Regions from separate parts of the Pungitius pungitius genome. Here region 1 is linked to region 2. Evidence: chromatin contacts called from public Hi-C data. All regions are on one chromosome and are shown on one strand. The core of a region is the stretch at or near the end of the contact, and the rest is flanking DNA. Distances in the headings are between cores, read along the strand shown.

What was found. A called contact is a pair of places that touch in the nucleus more often than the background predicts.
Region 1: a Hi-C map of muscle shows a contact between it and region 2, with 3 times the contacts expected there. The contact joins the promoter of sox4b here to the promoter of cdkal1 in region 2. A contact is called at or near these places in 2 of 2 Hi-C or Micro-C datasets (both in muscle).

The regions. Positions count from the first base shown.
Region 1 is chr11:467,240-470,495 of fPunPun2.1, forward strand. sox4b (SRY-box transcription factor 4b) reads left to right here and starts at 1,858. Exons shown (of 1, transcript XM_037454464.2): 1 at 1,858-3,256. The coding sequence starts at 2,497.
Region 2 is chr11:237,876-241,589 of fPunPun2.1, forward strand. It overlaps cdkal1 (CDK5 regulatory subunit associated protein 1-like 1), which reads left to right and starts at 1,337. Exons shown (of 15, transcript XM_062565521.1): 1 at 1,337-1,493; 2 at 2,902-3,065; 3 at 3,409-3,521. The coding sequence starts at 2,908. It overlaps LOC119197987 (transcription factor E2F3-like), which reads left to right. Exons shown (of 8, transcript XM_037454743.2): 8 at 1-191.

The DNA.
Region 1 (3,256 bases), core at 608-3,107, 230 kb after region 2:
GGTGATACAAGTCATTTCTGACTCTGCTTTCAGTTAGACAGCAAATGTCGTACCATCTCGCTCATTCATTCACCCGTTTTCTCTCTATTACCCCCCCTCCCCCCACTACACACAGACCCATTTGCAATTAGTTTTGATGTGCAGAAATGTGCTCCATTGAAAGTTCAAATCATTTCATTGGCGACATATTGCAAATACTGGTGATTTCTACTTACGCTGTGGTACTTAAATTCTCTTTTATTTCAATGCATGATCTCCATGGCCACAGTCATGACATTCACACGGTGCTCAACACACACACACAGCATCGCTTGGATGCCTCTCCATCGCGCAGAAGCATTATGTAATTCACCCTTGATAACTGTTCTGGAAGCTTGGTCTGAACTCGGTTACCTTTCCAAAATCTTCTGCCACACAGCCGAGTCCTCTCCGGCTCTGCGACGCCATCTAGCGACCATCCAACACAGCCTGTTTCCACCGTGCGTCTGCTTGTCCCTCCTCACCTCTCTCCTTGTTTTTTGGACTCCTTAACTGATTAAAAAGTGAAATAAGTGAGTGATTATTTTGGGGGTGTACTGCGTATGATCCGAAGAAACAAAGTTGACTTGTGTTTACAACATAATGGTTTCTGTTAATAAGCATTAGAACCAAAAGCAAAAAGTACAAAGATGGCAATGATTATGTTCGCACGGATAGTGTAAAGTTGGCAGGTCAGGCTCATAAACACTGTATTTTACATGTTATCATGACTCAGGAAGAAATCAATTTTTCCTGTTTGATTGGCAATGCCGGTCATGATCGTTTTGTTTATTCTGCCAATGCTATATTTTATACACAACTTTTAACTTGGAAATTGCACTTGTTCCGTGCGTAAAAAGAGAACCGTTGCGTAAATGCGCATTGCCGCGCATTCTCCTGTCACCTGCTCTTGTTTGTGTCACCGCACGGCAAACTGCACTCGTTGTCAGTTTAGAGGGGTGCGGATGTGTTTGCTCGCAGACACAATCTGCACACATCGCCACCTGCTTTTCTTCTCCGCCTCACTTCTCTGTCTGGTGTGCGGGAGAGGGCTGGTTCGATGAGTGTTGTGTGACAAAGGACCGCCCAACCCCACCTCACGGAGAGAGAGAGGAAGGGGGGGCAGCGTCAAGCATACAGCTTGGTTCTTTTCTCACACCAGCTAAACGACGATGATGTCTCCATGAGATGTTTCTCTGTTTATGAGGCGCTCGTTCAGAGGCTTAACTGTTGAACATGTTGATCTCGATCAGTGACCACCTGTAGGCAGGTAATCATCAACTAAAAACAATTAACTAAGCAATTAGTAAATCCCCACTCTTTGATTTAAGTGGTTATTATTGACATTATTGTTGTCACTGCTATTATGACAGCATCATTCACATAATGCAGGTGCAGTGACTCAGAGTATCTCTATTCAGTAATAAAGGTGTGGAGCATTCATAACAACAACACTGGAAATGGGTTAATGGTATTACCAGGGTCTATTTGATGTATTCTGTATTACCCAGGCACCACAGCCTCGTGTTACGGTTCCCATGTGGTGAAGCATACTTAGCTCCCCATATAGCTGTTGGTTAATGGTATCCACACGGGCTGGTGGTAGGAGGGTAAAAAGGGCTTCCATAACATAAACCAGTGTCTCTTTAAAAAAAACTGAAGTTTCTTGTTGTATTCTAGAATGAGGTCAGACACGAGGCTCCTCATTGCACGCGCTGATTATTATTAGATTCCATTTTGGGCCAATCAGCGGCGAGGGGGCGTGGGTTCAGCTCAAAGGCAGGGTAGTGACAGACTCCTATTGGTGGATTTTTATCGCCGTTGTATCTCGTGGAAGGGATAAATACCAGCAAGTGGGACCGAGACTGGAGGGCTGCTTGCAACTCGGTCTACAGATGGAAGGTGGACTGTGTAACTCTAGGTGTCTTTTTTTCCTCCCCGGCACGCATGGCTTTTGTTTCTGAGAAGAGGGAACAGAGCTGATGCAGAGAGAAGCACTCGCGTCTCACACTGTAGGCTTGGGAGCCTTTTTGGAAGTGCCCGAGCGCACGGCGTGGCACTCAGTGTGCGCGCAGCAGCCGCACAGACTGCGTTCAGTCCCCACACGGCTGAACCGATTCTATAACACAGAAGGGAGAGACTGAGAGAGAGAGAGAGAGAGAGAGAGAGAGAGAGAGAGAGAGAGAGAGAGGGAGGCAGATAACAGTGCACTCAAGGAAGAGTGGGGCTGTGCTGTCTGTTTTATCACCAACGGAAACTGGAAATTAAACTGTTTTTTTTATTTTCACACATCCAGCCTTTTAAGGCTACACTGGACTGAACTGTTCCGAGTTTACTGCACACCTCGGGAGTGAATTATTCCTTTGCGCTTTTTTTCAAACTGAAGAGGAGGAGAAAAAGAGCTGAGTTTGCTTTTAAAGTGAATCGCAGGGACCAAGGAGAGAGGGATAGAGACTCTGTTGCGTGTAGCCGGGCAGCATGGTGCAGAAGATGAGCCACGCGGAGAGCACCGCCGAGGCGCTGTCCTTTTTCGCCGGAGATTCCAGCTCCGACTCCGGGGCGTGCATGGACCTGGACCCGGCCGCATCGCCTCTCTCCCCGGGCTCCGCGGCTTCTTCAACCGCCGGGGACAAGCTGGGAGAGAACCCCGCGTGGTGCAAAACGCCCAGCGGCCACATCAAGAGGCCCATGAACGCGTTTATGGTTTGGTCGCAGATTGAGAGGAGGAAGATCATGGAGCAGTCCCCCGACATGCACAACGCAGAGATCTCCAAGAGGCTGGGGAAGCGGTGGAAGCTTCTCAGAGACAGCGACAAGATCCCCTTCATCAGAGAGGCGGAGCGTCTCAGGCTCAAGCACATGGCGGACTACCCCGACTACAAGTACCGCCCGAGGAAGAAGGTCAAATCAAGCGCCTCCAAGCCGGGCGGTAACGGGGACAAGGGGGAGAAACTCAGCAGTAGCTCCAGCAGCACCAGCACCAAGACATCCTCCTCTTCCAGGAAGAATGGATCCAAATCACCCAGCAGCAGTAAGTCCCACAAATCACTTTTCGGGAACAACAACAGCAGCAGCAGCAGCACCAAAGCATCACCGTTTGCCTCTGACCACGCATCAGAGCACCACCACAACTCCCTCTACAAGTCCAAGTCGGTCTCCTGCTCTTCGGCCAAGCTCATACCGGAGGGCAAGAAGCCCAAGCGGGTGTACGTGTTCGGGAGCAGCGGGGCCAACTTGA
Region 2 (3,714 bases), core at 87-2,586:
TTTCTTCCTCCATAAGTTATTTACGTCTTGCTTTCATCTCTGAAAAAAAGTAGTACACGTCAAATGATGCATACATGCACTCATTGTTTTGCAGTTGGCCGATCTTCTTTTATGGCCATTAGGAGACATTGTCTTCGTACCCCACTGACTCATTATCAGTGACGTGTGTGTGTGTGTGTGTGTGTGTGGGGGGGGGGGGTTCTTCTGTGACACTGTGTGTCCGTTTTTATTTTTGATGATGCGAGCAGGGAATCTTATCACATTTCCTTTTCTTTTCTGCCTTTTATGGAGAGTATTTCCTATTGAAACAACTGCGTAAAATCGAAACGCAATCATTAACATCCATTCAGATGACAAGAAAATACAGGTTTTCATTTTTAGTGCTACTGCAATTGAATGTAAAATTTAACTTGAATGCACAGAAATGTTATGATCGACAATACAATCTCTACGCATAAAAAAAATGTATTTACGGAGAAAATCCAACTCAATATTTTCCCCATTTGGTTCACTAATGTTTGTGCTATTTTCTAATATCATTAATAAAGGTAATTCTATTTAACTCAATCTATTTCAAGTGACCAGAATCTGGTTCGAACATGATGGAAACAGTTTTTTTTGGGAAGATTGTACCTTTCCATGGGTTTCTAATGGAATGTTGAATATGTGAATGCACCGCTTAAGCTTGTGTCATTGCCGGTGAGTCTGTCAACTATTTGATGGGTTACGTGAAGTTACAGCTCCTTCATTTCTAATGTGTGATTCGTGTTATTAAAGCTTACAGAAACGCAGCATTTGGTTAAATGTGGTGTTAACTGTAGTGTAGACGATTGAAATAGCACTGTTGTACCTGCTATTTTTCTACGGTTATTCTTAAGCTGTCACCAAATAAAATGTTCTGTTCGGTAAATCTAAAGGTTGTGAAAAGTTGTACTATTTCATAGGAAAGCATTGACTGTAAAATAATATTGCTGCCTGTTTCCGGTAATTACAGAAAAATATCATCACAACGGAATTTGAATGTTTGAGTGAAAGGTTCCATCTGTGTGCTGTTGTATGTTTGATCTTTGTATGTTATTCACTTGTACAAGTTTCTTTAACATCTGTTTAAATGAAGTTGAGTTGCATTTGTTTGGGAGGGGTGGAGGTGGTAAATGGACTTGTTTTTTTGTACCCTGGGTGTTTGTAATTGAAAATTTGAATAAAGGCTATATGAATATATAAATGTGTTTTCATCGTCTTTAAGGAGGAGTGTTTAAAACCAATGAAATAAACCATTTAACGTCATCGCGCTGGCTGAATTAACGCTACATGCTCACAGAGAGAATAGTGAACTCTGCTGTTTGTCCCTCTTCACCCACCGTAGCTAAGCACAAGTATGGCGGATTGAGACACCTGTTTTGATTGTGTAAATAGTACAATTCTCCATTTGTAAAGCACCTCTTATTTCAAAAGTCGTAGTTTTCTAAACCAATAACTACATCGCTTTCCAGGTAAGAACGTTTCACAGCGTCGGGGGAGCGCTGGCTGTCCAAAATAAGGGCCACGTGGGTTGTAGCTAGCCAAAGAGGCTAGTCAAGCTAAGAGACAGCTTGCTCAAGTTACATAAATAACTTTATAATCAAACGGTAGCTTGCCAAGTATCTATCAAATTAACTTCATTTGATGTTCGTTTGTAATATGTATTGGCTGAAATGCATGCGTTCATGGCCATGCGCTTAGGTTAACGGTGACAGTCGAGAGTAATTTAAATAGTATAATAACGTTACTTGACGCTACTTGAGCTGTTTGCTAAAACGTTATTAACGTATCTACGAGTAGCTAGGTTTGTTTGATAAAGCTATCTAACGTTATTCTGTATGAACATAGTGTGCCAACTTAAGGTGTCAACTACAATGAAGCTAACGTTAGGTGGCGTTGTATGTAACGTATCCAGCAGTGGGAAACACCAAGCTAACGTTAGCTAACCTGCTGGCTAGTTAGAAAGCTAAACTCCGTTATACGGCAAACCTGGTAAGGAAAGAAGCTATAGTATCATATAGGTTGGTTAATGTACATTAACTACGACAATGGGAAGTAAATGAATGCTTGACCTGCCTGTTTTCTGTTACCGATGCAATTACATTCGTGCACATTTTCAGTGAAAGGAAATTAGGAAATGTTCTGAGGCTGAGTGATAGACGACAACCCTTCACTGAATAACGTGATTAACGGTAACTCGGTTGTGTCAGAAGAAACAAATTCTTCAAGGTAATGAAATCAGCATGCTACTTGTAGAGACAACTTCCACGTTGCATCTCCGTGTTAATCACCACCAGATACGTATCTAGAGTTTTATTTCTGTTTTTTAATAATACTTTAGAGAAATGCATTTTCTACATAACCTGGTTTTTGGATTCAGTAATGAGTAATGAATATCTTGACGTTTCATTTGTTGTCAAATGTATTGTCGAGCTCCCACAATCTACAGAAATTGATTCTTTAGATAATGCATCCATTGTCAAAGTGATTTTCTAAGATTTTCTTCTCTCAAATATGAACTTTTGTTGCAATTTTTTGTCTTAAATTTGATCTAAAAAACTAAAGCATTTGATGAAATTACCTTGGTCTTCAGAAAAAGGTCAAAACGTTTTCTGATGTATTATTGACCAAATGGAAATTGATTGAATGAGAAGGTAATCTACAGATTCATCTAAAATAAAGTATGAATTCTGAAGCTTTTCAAAAATTTTGGTTGCCAAATCAATTGTGCAATCACATGCCACGTCATCCTATTCATTACCCAGCGTTTTGACAAACAACAACCAAGATACCAAGAACCAAGATATAGATCTATATCTGCCTAATATATGATCAACGGTGTATAGAATAATGCTCACAATGGCTCTTTCTCATTGTCAGACCGTCATGCCGTCCGCCTGTGACTCTCTGATTGACGACATTGAGGACATGGTGTCCTCCAGCGACCCTACTCCTCACGAGCGACAATCTGCTCGAAAGAGCATCATCCCGAGGTCCAGGAAGAAAAATGAGCTTCTGAGCCATGAGGAGCTCCAAGCTGACAGGTATGTGGACTGTTGTAGTAGAGCAGTACTTCAGGACAAGAGTCTCTTGTGATATCTCCAGTATTCAGTAGGTCTTATGCTGATGCTGTGTAGACAAAAACAATCAATCAATTCCCCCTCGGAGTTCAAATCGCAGCAAACCTTAAAAACAACCAACTTTTTTTTTCAGACTTTCATGATTTTTAAGTTTCAAATTGGTTCGTAAAGTCAATAAAATTTTGTCAGATTACACTAAACTTTTGGTTATTTTTTATTTCAGTGTTTCAGTGTTCTGAAATAACCCACGTTATTTTTACACGTCATATAACAAGAACATATTTCATTGTTATTGTTTGTTTTTTAGTTTGATCCCTGGCACCCAAAAGATCTGGATGAAAACGTGGGGCTGCAGTCACAACAACTCAGATGGAGAGTACATGGCCGGACAGCTCGCTGCCAGCGGATACACGATGACTGGTGAGAAATGATGGTCTATTGTGAACTATAGTCAATAACTATGAAAACAAAAACTACTAATTTCTACTACTAATAGATATCTATGGAGTAACATTATATAGAAAAGATGGATGTCATTTATTTTAGACCAATGGAATGAAAGTAAATTAATGATCAGCTGGAATGGTAGAAGAGTTGATGTAATTGATATTTT